3 separate regions of the Mus musculus genome follow, and all the other regions are linked to region 1. Evidence: chromatin contacts called from public HiChIP or PLAC-seq and promoter capture Hi-C data. All regions are on one chromosome and are shown on one strand. The core of a region is the stretch at or near the end of the contact, and the rest is flanking DNA. Distances in the headings are between cores, read along the strand shown.

Evidence for each region. HiChIP or PLAC-seq counts read pairs in DNA pulled down with a chosen protein or histone mark. Capture Hi-C pulls out chosen DNA fragments and counts their contacts.
Region 2: a promoter capture Hi-C map of adipose tissue shows a contact between it and region 1. The contact joins two enhancer-like sites. A contact is called at or near these places in 1 of 15 datasets of contacts at CTCF or cohesin (the NIH/3T3 cell line), 4 of 484 Hi-C or Micro-C datasets (the 3T3-L1 cell line, the F1.1 cell line, the G1E-ER4 cell line and 1 more), 2 of 115 datasets of contacts at active chromatin or transcription factors (both in embryonic stem cells) and 3 of 9 other capture datasets (adipose tissue, liver and pancreatic islet).
Region 3: a contact with region 1 is called in an H3K27ac HiChIP or PLAC-seq map of embryonic stem cells, with 5 read pairs. The contact joins two enhancer-like sites. A contact is called at or near these places in 1 of 15 datasets of contacts at CTCF or cohesin (the NIH/3T3 cell line), 1 of 115 datasets of contacts at active chromatin or transcription factors (embryonic stem cells) and 3 of 9 other capture datasets (adipose tissue, liver and pancreatic islet).

The regions. Positions count from the first base shown.
Region 1 is chr3:84,189,428-84,192,988 of GRCm38.p6, reverse strand. Trim2 (tripartite motif-containing 2) reads left to right here. Exons shown (of 12, transcript NM_001271727.1): 5 at 728-908; 6 at 1,753-2,476. Among named protein-coding and RNA genes, the nearest start is that of Mnd1, 35 kb to the right of the region's middle. Within about 2 kb of position 1,783, at least 91 of the 459 cell types and tissues checked have an H3K27ac peak or open chromatin away from gene starts, as enhancers often do. A contact at or near this core is called in adipose tissue and embryonic stem cells, where this site is marked.
Region 2 is chr3:83,941,863-83,945,423 of GRCm38.p6, reverse strand. Tmem131l (transmembrane 131 like) reads left to right here. Exons shown (of 35, transcript NM_172681.4): 8 at 2,595-2,672; 9 at 2,884-3,037. Among named protein-coding and RNA genes, the nearest start is that of Tmem131l, 97 kb to the left of the region's middle. Within about 2 kb of position 2,028, at least 47 of the 459 cell types and tissues checked have an H3K27ac peak or open chromatin away from gene starts, as enhancers often do. A contact at or near this core is called in adipose tissue and embryonic stem cells, where this site is marked.
Region 3 is chr3:83,967,285-83,970,845 of GRCm38.p6, reverse strand. It overlaps Tmem131l (transmembrane 131 like), which reads left to right. Exons shown (of 35, transcript NM_172681.4): 4 at 2,620-2,688. Among named protein-coding and RNA genes, the nearest start is that of Tmem131l, 71 kb to the left of the region's middle. Within about 2 kb of position 1,570, at least 26 of the 459 cell types and tissues checked have an H3K27ac peak or open chromatin away from gene starts, as enhancers often do. A contact at or near this core is called in embryonic stem cells, where this site is marked.

The sequences.
Region 1 (3,561 bases), core at 534-3,033:
AGCAGCGGTTGCTCAAATTTCCTCCTCTGTTTGTCTTGAGGGTTGGTTTTTGTTTTTTCCCCTTTTGGTATGGACACAAATGAATATAGTAGTCATGTCCTATATGAGAGAAACTAAAAAGGAGGTTAACAACCTGCTGTAAAACAAAATAGCCAATAGTCCTACTGTCAACAGTCCTAGGGAGAAAAGCATAGTTGTTCAATGTTACCTGAAGGAACTTGAAAACTTACAAGAGTTCTCCAGGTACTCTGAATTCTTCAAAGTTTATGTTGTTGGAAGAAAAAAAAAAAGATATAGCTAGACACTTAGAATATAGCGGTTCTCTACCATGGGCAATTCTGTACACACACACACACATTTGGTGATACCTAAACCCATTTTAGGTGTCTTAGCAACAGTGTAGGAATATGCTATAGATGTGGAGTAGAGGAGGGAACTCTGTTAAGCATCCTATATGCACAGGGCATCCTCTGCTACAAGGACTATCTGGCCATAACCGTTCCGCCAAGACCTTTGCACCATCAATAGTTAACCCAGATGGTTGAAGGGAGATTTAAATAGAGGTGACCCTGAAGGACTCACTTGTTCCTTCATGTTTCCTTTTAAAGGTGATGCAAGCAGCATAGTAAAAAGCGCTTGCATTTAGAGACTGAAGGTATAGGCAGGCTTTGGAGTATTCCTAGGTAGAAGTTAAATAATGACCACTAACAACTCTCCTGTCTCTCAGACTCCCAGAAATAGATTCTGCTCTTCAGTTCATCTCAGAAATCATCCATCAGTTAACCAACCAAAAGGCCAGCATTGTGGATGACATCCACTCCACCTTTGATGAGCTGCAGAAGACTTTAAATGTTCGCAAGAGCGTGCTGCTCATGGAGTTGGAGGTCAACTATGGTCTCAAACACAAAGTAAGGCTCTGCAGTCCTGCAGGCTTCTTGGGGGGGGGGGGAGTGGGGGTGACTGCACTCCCAGCGCCTGCTTACTGCGTTCTAACAGTGGCGGTAGCAGGAATGGACCTACACCACTGTACTTCCTGGGGACCAACAGTGCCCTTTACATTTAGTAGATATTCAACCAAACTCGGATTCCGTGAACTTTCTGTCGCAACTTATAGTTCTCCCTAAGGAGAGGTTGCATATAGAAATGCTTTCAGGGCTTAAGGTCGCCTGGAATGTTTTCCTTCCTTAATTATAGGGTGGAGGAGCCTCTTCACTGCTCTCTCTCTCACCCACACCAACCTGTTCCTCAACTTCAAAGCGAACCTGACTGCCGCCTTTGTTTGGCTCTGCAAGTCTGTTCACCAAGCCAGGGTGGAGAGCTTCGGGTATTCAGGTGTAGAGACTTCTCAAATGGTTGGGTTTTGTTCCCTGAGGTCGTGACTGGCAGCTCTAAACGCTAGGGAAAGGCCACTGGGTAATGACTAATTCGCATCAAGCAGACAATTTGTTTGCTGTTGGTAGCGTCCTTTCTTCTCTTAGCCCCAGGTAAACAGATGACCTAAGAAATGCACGTGTGGGTGAGAGGCAGGGTGAGGCGGAAGGGAAATCTCCAGATGATACTGGAAATGCAACTTAGCGTTCTGCATGGGTTCACTGGGTTAAATGGAATGCAGATGGTTCCGAGCCACCTGAGTGGGCGGGCGTAGAGGTTGGTTCTTTTGGGAGGAGGGCTCTGCCCCAGCTCCTAGCCAAGTGTCCTGCAGGCTGCACGGTGTCCTGTAGGAAGCGCTCGTTGCCTCTGTGTCCCCGGCAGGTGCTGCAGTCGCAGCTGGATACCCTGCTCCAAGGCCAGGAAAGCATTAAGAGCTGCAGCAACTTCACGGCTCAGGCCCTCAACCATGGCACGGAGACGGAGGTGCTGCTGGTGAAGAAGCAGATGAGCGAGAAGCTGAACGAACTGGCGGACCAGGACTTCCCACTGCACCCGCGCGAGAACGACCAGCTGGATTTTATCGTGGAAACGGAGGGACTGAAGAAGTCTATCCACAACCTGGGGACCATCCTCACCACTAACGCGGTCGCCTCTGAGACGGTGGCCACGGGGGAGGGGCTGCGGCAGACCATCATCGGGCAGCCCATGTCCGTTACTATAACCACCAAGGACAAAGACGGAGAGCTGTGCAAGACAGGCAACGCATACCTCACCGCTGAGCTCAGCACCCCGGACGGCAGCGTGGCCGACGGAGAGATCCTGGACAACAAGAACGGCACCTACGAGTTCTTGTATACTGTGCAGAAGGAGGGGGACTTCACCCTGTCCCTCAGGCTCTACGACCAGCATATCCGAGGCAGCCCGTTTAAGCTCAAGGTCATCCGCTCTGCCGACGTGTCCCCCACCACCGAGGGCGTGAAGCGACGAGTCAAGTCCCCGGGGAGCGGGCACGTCAAGCAGAAGGCTGTGAAGAGACCTGCCAGCATGTACAGCACCGGCAAGCGAAAAGAGAACCCCATCGAGGACGACCTGATCTTCCGAGTCGGTAAGGAGTGGGCGCTGTCCCCTGACTCGGTGGCTAAGGGGCTACCTGGCAAGCGCTCCTGCCAATCGGAATCCTGCATTTACGAGCAGGTGGGGAGCTTCTGGTTATTTTGTTGGGCTAGTTTCTGTAGGCTCTTCCCAAATGTTTCTTCTTCCGTTTCCTCCTTTCTTTCCTCCTCCCCTCCCCCCTTTTCCTGATAAATGCAGCCAGTGAGAAGCTGAAACAAGAAGGGGGGGGGGCAGGGGCGGGAGAAAAACCAACAGTACAACGACAATTTTTTAAAAAAGATTCTCACTTTGGTGGGTGTGTCTTTGGAGGACTCCTGTCTAACCCAAATGCAAAGAGCCTTGCGTCTGGCAAATTCTTGTATTTCTGTGAAATCTGTGGGGCTTGGGCGGTGGCAGTCCCACAAACGGAATTCAGATACCTCTCTGCCTCCACTCCTGCAAGGAGTGGGAGATCTGTGGGGGTCAGTCCACAGGGCAAGCTGTGTGGTCAGCCAGCTGTGCAGAGCTGGAAAACAGTGCCTAAGACCTCTGGGTGGAGAAGGAAATGGGTTTGGGCGGGGCTGGGGATGAAGCCCAGAGGTGTAGCCTGGGCTCAGAGACCGGAATGTGGTTGCCCCTCCCTCTGATTTATTACCTGGCGCTTTTTACCTATGTTTGTTTTCACTGCTTGGCTTCCCAAGAGGAAGCGACCTAAAAGTAAACCAAAAAAAAAAAAAAAAAAAAAAAAAAAAAAAAAAAAAAAAAGGGCATTCAGACATTCTTAAGGAAAAGCAAAGCTTGCATTTTGTTTCAGAAAGGACCTGCAGCCTGCCTCGTTCTCCTCGTTCTGTCTTTACCCGCAGCCTGCCTCCCCTACTCCCTCCTGTGTCTACATCACTGGGCCTGAGAGTGCTACTGCACAGTTTGTTAACTGACACACCTAGAAAGGAAATAGACTTTTCTACCACAGAACTTCAGAAACTAGGAATCTGCAGAACTGCATGTGCGCTCGGGGAGGGAAGGAGTAGGAGACCATGCTGGCCATCTTTTCTCACCATCTATTCTCCTCAGACTGCCTGGGGCAACTCCGGCTCCTTG
Region 2 (3,561 bases), core at 779-3,278, 250 kb after region 1:
ACTGGCTATAATGGAGGCTCAGACGGTGAAGTGAAGTGGACTTCTCAGGTGTGAATAATGCCAGGGCTGCTGGTGGTGCTAAGATGATGAGTGGTTTAGGACCTCCATGTGCAGCAAGGTGCCCAGCTTGTTGCAGAGCTCCCTTGGGTGGAGGACGAAAGTGTAAGAAACGCAGCACCCAGATCAACCATGACTGATGGTCGGGAGACAGAAGCAGGGAAATAGAGAGAAGCAGGCTGTTTCATGTCTTTGGTGCAGGGATTTGTTCATAGTTTTACTTTGAGAGGTTGTTTGGAGTTTGTATTGGGAGTATGGATACCCATGTACTCTTGGCTGAAGAGTGATTCTTCTCTCTCTGGTCCATATCTTGAATGAGAAATGGTCTCTGTCTATACAGTGCTACTGTGTATCGCATGCGCAGCTTCAGGAGGGCGCACGGAGGGAGAACAGACTCCTTAACCATTCACCAGCCAGATCACAATGGCCCTTGAAGATCAGTGGGGCAGATGTAGCCAGCAGGCTGCCCTGGCAACCTCATAGCACTGCTCTGCTTTAGACAGAGTAGAATATTATTTACTAGCAGTAATTTTGTAAGTCTTTGTTGGATTTCACGTATATGCTCAAGGCATCTTGAATACTTTGTACTATACTTAAACATGTAATATACTTTATTATTTTTTTCTGCACTTCAGTTGGTATGAATGAGAACCAAAGTAATTCATTTTAGTACTGAGGGATGAATCAGTGGGTCCAGGTCCCTAAATATCAAAAATCCTCTGCTTTCCCTTTGAGTCATAGCCTGATCCCTAAAATGCATCCTTAGGTTTAGGGAAGTGATTCTGCTTAGCCGTGGCTCGCCTGGCATCAGGTACTCATACATAGTTAAGCAAGCTTTCCCAGTGCTCAGACTCTGGCTCCTGGGCTGAATATGTTTCTTTTGTAATGACTGTGACAGAGACCTTGTGCAGGAGAATCTGCCAAAGGCCATGTTTCTGAGATTTGTGTGCTGTGCTAACTTCACTGTCTCCTCTTATGTATGCAGCCCCACCCCAACCTGGACGATGGTATCCCTCCTTGATTGGGTTGTTCTCGTCTTCTCCTTGAAGTTCTATGAAAGATGGCTGAGATCTTTGAACTTGACAGAGTCCTGCATTCTTTCCTTATACTTCTGTCTTCCATCCATAGCCCTTTCATGTGTTAAAAATGGCAGGCAGTTGACATTTGGACATCTGTTTTTGAAGTTTCTGTCAGAGTCCACGTCATGGCTTCTAGTGGTCATTGAATTGAAAGAAGGTATACATTGAAAAGCAAAACAAGCAAGCAAACAATCCAGGAAGTTGATTGGGTATAATAGTGCATACTTGTAATCTTAGCATTTAGGCCTATGAGGCAGGATGATCTTATGGACACTCGGCTGTACTGTGAGACCTGGTTTCAAAAATCAAACCAGGCTGGGGCTGGAGTGTTGTGAATGGGCCTGGTGCTGTTTGTATTTTGATGCTAATTCTGTTCTCCTAGGAGGGGTTGCAGACAAGGAGTGAGTCATATACTCAGGTGACTTCTTGTGAACCAACCCCCTACTGAATAAAGGAGCCAATCACTGAGCGAGTAGGAGGGACTTCTGGGTTGGACAGAGGAAGAGAGAAACAGGAGAGAGTTAGTTCTTTTTGGATGGGGATAGCTTGAACAAAATGTAGCTACAAGTGTCTCCTGGTTTCAATGGCAGATCAGTCAGGATTTGACACCTGGATTTGGATTTAAAACAAGGCTTATGAGATTAGGATTTCATTGTTGCACCCAGCTATTAAGTTACGATTGTTCCTGAATTAAGTTTGTATGGTGTTTTGCTTCACACAGCAGTTTTTCTTGGTTCAAGAGAGAAAGGTATGGCTGGCAAAGTGTGGGTTTGCCTGATGTGCAACACAAAGGCCGTGGGGGATTTGAAGCATGGGGCTGGCATGTTAGTGACTGGCCAGTGAGAACCTAGCAAGCAGGGTGGAGAGATTTTGGAGCTCTGAGTCAGAGCGTGACTGCTGGGGCTAAGAGTAGCAGGGTGTAGCATAGGAACTTGCTGTTCCTTTTAATATTTCTTGCAACACTGGAGAGATGGCTTGATGGCTAAGAATACTTGTTGCTCTTGCAGAGTACCTCATTTTGGTTTCCAGCACTCTTGCACGGAGGCCCACAATGGCCTGTAACTCCAGTTTCAAAGAATCTATTGCCCTCTTCTGACCTTCTCAGACACTAGTACACACACACACACACACACACCTTTAAAAAAAGCAAAAAATAGTCAATAGGTTATTAATGGGTAACCCCACTTTAAAATAAAAGTGTAGTTCTTTGTTTTTAACCAAATACTAAACACACCCAAGACAGTATACATGGGATATACATACTCTTGCTTCCTGCCTTACTAGGAACTTTCATTCCTTCCTTGAGAGTGTACGCCTACTGACAACAGAATATATTTCCAGTACAGCATAGCATGCAGCAGTCAGTAGCTGTTTGGAACTCACTGTATGAATGACTCGCTCTTAGGACTGGATGATGCTTGGGGCCTCCACCTAAGTTTCCTTCCTTCTATCTTTTAGGCAGAGACCACTAATACCAGCCTGCTGCGGGTGCAACTGGAATGCAGTTTACATAATAAAGTGTGTCAGCAATTGAAGGTATAACAATATTTAGCAGATCTCAGTTTTCTTTCCTGCCTCTTAAAAATCAAAATGAAAACTGCAGTGTATTCTCATCCTCAATAGGCTCTTGCCTCGACTGTTTTCTTTTCTCCAGCAATATGCAGTCTTAGAGCTCAGATGATTTTTGTTTTGTTCTGTTTTGTTTTGTTTTTGAGTTTTTCTCCTTTCCCCACGCCTCCCATTTCAGAGTTGCTCTCTGGGATCTGATGATGCGCTACACTTGGAGATGAACATCATTGTAGCAGTGGAAAACTCCTCCAAGCAACCTGAAGAGAACACTCAAGCCCTGCTAGATCACCTCTCTATTGTCTATGTAGCTACTGATGAGTCTGACACCTCAGGTGAGGTGGGGCTTTACAGTTTCTGTTGTGGGACTAGCTCAGTCGAGTGTGCACTGGGTCCTGCCTCATCCATAAAACTGAAGCTACAAACTTTCTTGCAGCATGGCCAGGTTTCCCTGAGTCATTATTTGGTTCTTTCAGAGACTCAAGGCAGCCTCTGCTTGGGGTCGATTGCAGCAGGCACTGCTTCTCAGTCTGCAGCTGCCCTGCCTGCACCACTTCAGGGAGGCTAAGTAACCACAGCTCTCTGAGTCTCCTTGGGAATCATTTTTCTTGGCATTTTGCACAGATGGAATGGACTTGACTGCCTAAAATAAATGTTCACGAAGGGTTTGAAGTCCGAGTCTTGCTCCAGAGTTACTGAGTTGCAGAAGCTCAGTTGACCAGATCATGCTGTTTCTTTCGTATTCTTAGTAGCCAATAGCTGGTTGTTTCTGGATGTTTGACAACTTGGAGGAGAATTCTTTGGAAATGTGTATCCTACTTACTAGAAATAGCCTATTTTGGCAGTCTAGCTTTTGAAG
Region 3 (3,561 bases), core at 321-2,820, 220 kb after region 1:
GGGATCTCTCAGTCCAGAGGCCAGCATGGGCACTGAGCCCCAGTGGCCTCTGCATTTGTCTCCTTCCTTTTTTATTAGATGAATGCCATCCTCTTTGTAACATGATCCTATGGTTATTATATAAATCATGGGCAGGCATGAAGCAAAGGCCATGTCCTCTCACTTTAGCTCCACAACAACTGTAAGCTACATACTGCTGTCCCTGCATTTTCTTTTTTAGACGATAAGGCAGACACTAACAAATGAAGCTACTGACCGGCTCAGACCAGGAAAGCAATGGCCGTGGGTGTGGAACCAGGCTTGTGAGACCTGCAGCTCAGGCTGTCACACAACAGGCTAGGCCTAGTTGGTTCCCAGATAGTGTTCTCCCTTCCAGCGGCCCCAGGTCTGAGTTAGAGATTTGCCTCTTTGTGCTTTGTGACCTTGTAAGTTGAGGAAATCCTCCAGGCTTTGTCTGCCCACTTGGAAACCATGTGCAAAACCCAATGTTCAACTTCTGGCTCTGGCACTGGACGGGAAGGAGCTGCTCTTAGCTTCTGTTGCGTGTTATTAATACAGCACATTTCTGTGGCCTCTCTAAGGTTGCTTGGGGTTCTCCTGGAATGCTAAGCCCTGACCAGTTTCTGTAGTGTGTGTGCCCATGGTGCACCTCTGAGGTTGTCACTTCTGTTCTGAGGCAGCTAGTGGTCTTATTTACAAGCGAGCTGTAGTGCTGGGCTCTAGAGTCTGAAGGGATCTAGTCTCTATTGGGTGGAAAAGTTGACAAGAGACCAAAGTGCCACTTTGATTTTTAACCCAGCTGGTATTGGAGATAGGACAGAGACTCAGGTAGCTCTGAGCAGATGCTTTTTGGAGGAAGGGAGTTTGAAAAGATTGTAGCTGGAGTTGTAAGGAATGGGGTGGTTCTCCCACCCCTCCATAGACTGTGCTTTCAGGAAACAGCAAACCTCTGAGAAAGATCTTCTAAAGGTCACCTTACTTTCTAGCTGGCAGACTTAAAGTCCAGGTGACAAAAGTGGGACCAGCTTCCTGAGAGCTTTGAGGGGAGGGAAAATGGTAAGCTTTTGTTATGGAGAACTATTCTGAGTCTCTAAATAAAGTATGCTCACTTAGGGAGTTTCTTCCAGTAAACATCTCTGTGCTATGTAAACTTTCAAATAGTCATACCTCTGTCTGTCTGTCTGTCTGTCTGTCTATCTAATTAATCCATCTAAATGTTTATATCTCTTGTTATAGCTTTATTATATTTTTCACTTACATGTGCTTGATTTGTTTTTCTACTGAATTGATCTATGACTCTTGACTTTTTAAAAATGTTTATTTGGTTTTATGTGTATTAGTGTTTTATGGTTGTATGCATTTATGTGTAGCATGTGCATACCTGGTTCCCTAAGAAGTCAGAAGAGCAGTCACATTTCCCTGGCACTGGAGCTACAGATGGTCGTGAGTCCTGTGTAGGTGCTGGGAACTGAACCTGCCTGGGTCTTCTGCGGGGACAGCAAACACCACTGTCTTCTGAGCTGTCTCTCCAGCCCTGTGACTTGTAAGGGAAGTGAGATCACAGCGAGCACTCAGGTGCTGAGAATGTGACTTGCCATGTGAGAGTTTATGTGGTTCTTATACCACGAATGATGATGGTTCCTGTCTGCAAACCCAGCACTCAGGAGCTGAGACAAGAGAGGCCTATGAGTTTGAGACCAGCCTAAGGTACATAGTGCCTAGCCTGGCCTACAGAGTGAGCCTTTATCTCAGAAACAAACAAAACTAAATGAACTAAATGAATCCAGACCTGGTTGAAAATTATGCCTACCTCCAGCAGCCTGTGACACACAGGCCTTTCCCTGGTGTCTTAGTCAGGGGTTCAATTCCTGCACAAACATGACCAAGAAGCAAGTTGGGGATGAAAGAGTTAATTAGCTTACACTTCCACATTGATGTTCATCACCAAAGGAGGTCAGGATTGGAACTCAAGCAGGTCAGGAAGCAGGAGCTGATGCAGAAGCCATGGAGGGATGTTACTTAACTGGCTTGCCTCACCTGGCTTGCTCAGCCTGCTTTTTTATAGAACCCAAGTCTATCAACCCAGGGATGGCACCACCCACAAGAGGCGCTCCCCCCCTTGATCACTAATTGAGAAAATGCCTTACAGATGGATCTCATGGAGGCATTTCCTCACTTGAAACTCCTTTCTTTGTGATAACTCCAGCCTTTGTCAAGTTGACACACAAAACCAGCCAGTACACATATTAACCATTGGCCTAAAGAATTCAGGGGCCAGAGTTTCCTCAAACCTGCTTTACAGATGTGTTTTTCTTTGTTTTGGGTATGTGAAGATAGGCCTGTTACCTGACTTCATGCAGAAAGAAGCCTACTAGTCATTAAGTAGGGCTTCGTTTGTGTCGTCATCTGTTGGCAAGATCTGTCCATTTGATAAATGTTATATTAACTGTAAGCTAGACGGTTGTAAATTTCTAGAACTCTAGTTCAAATTTATCTATAAGTGAGTAAAATTAGATAGCATGAATTTAGAGTCATTGTACTGAGCATATGATTGCAAAATTCAAATTTAAACCTAAGCAATTAATGTCTCTCTCTCTTTTTTTTCCTTTTGTCTTTTAGCTTCTCAGATAAACTGTTCATTGGAAAAGGCTTACATTTTCAGCCGTCAGTTCTAGATTTTGGAATACAGTAAGTATTTTTTTTTTAAATTTATAACTAAATTCATCTTATTTGTATTTATCTTCAGCATATCTTTTTAACATATTTATTTTTAATTATATGCGTATGTGTTGAGTTGTAGTTATGTCCACATGACTGCTGATGCTGACAGAAACCGGAAGAGGACACTGGCTCCCCTGGGGCTGGGGTTACTGGCAGTTGTGAACTGTTCAATATGAGTGCTGAGAACTAAGCTCCCATCCCTGCAAGAGCAACATAAACTAATAACCATGGAGCCCTCTCCAGCCTCTGGCCTCAGTGGATCTTACATGATGATATATATATATATATATATATATATATATACACATACATACACACACACAGTGTTATATGTTAAGCATATAATAATGTGAAAGGGTCTCAATCCTGAGACTTGTTAAAGGAATAGTTCATGAAAGAGAGAGTACAAAAGCTATTTTAAACCCTTTGAGTTTTTTGATGTATGTTTTGCAGTTAGGCCCTTGTCCATTCCAGGTGTATGCTTTCCTACTGTGGTATACAGTCAGCCCCCATCCAGTTGCGTCATGATATGCCTTATACTACTTGATAATAGCTAGACTTCAGTAAGAATTCAGTGGTAAGTCTTTGGGTGTTTTTTGGAACAAGTTTGATTATTTTATAATGGAAAAATGGAATACTGATGATCTCTGAATCCTTTTAGGCCAGATGCAATTGTTTGCCTTCCCTGCTGTACTTTCAGGCTGGAAGTTGTACTCTATTGATCGTTCCTGGGTAGTTGTGGACGTTTAGGCAGAGAAGATGAGATACGCTGTAAGGAGAGTCACAGTGCTAAGAAACATGAAAGAGGAAATGCAGGCTTTGGGATCACACAGGAGAGGA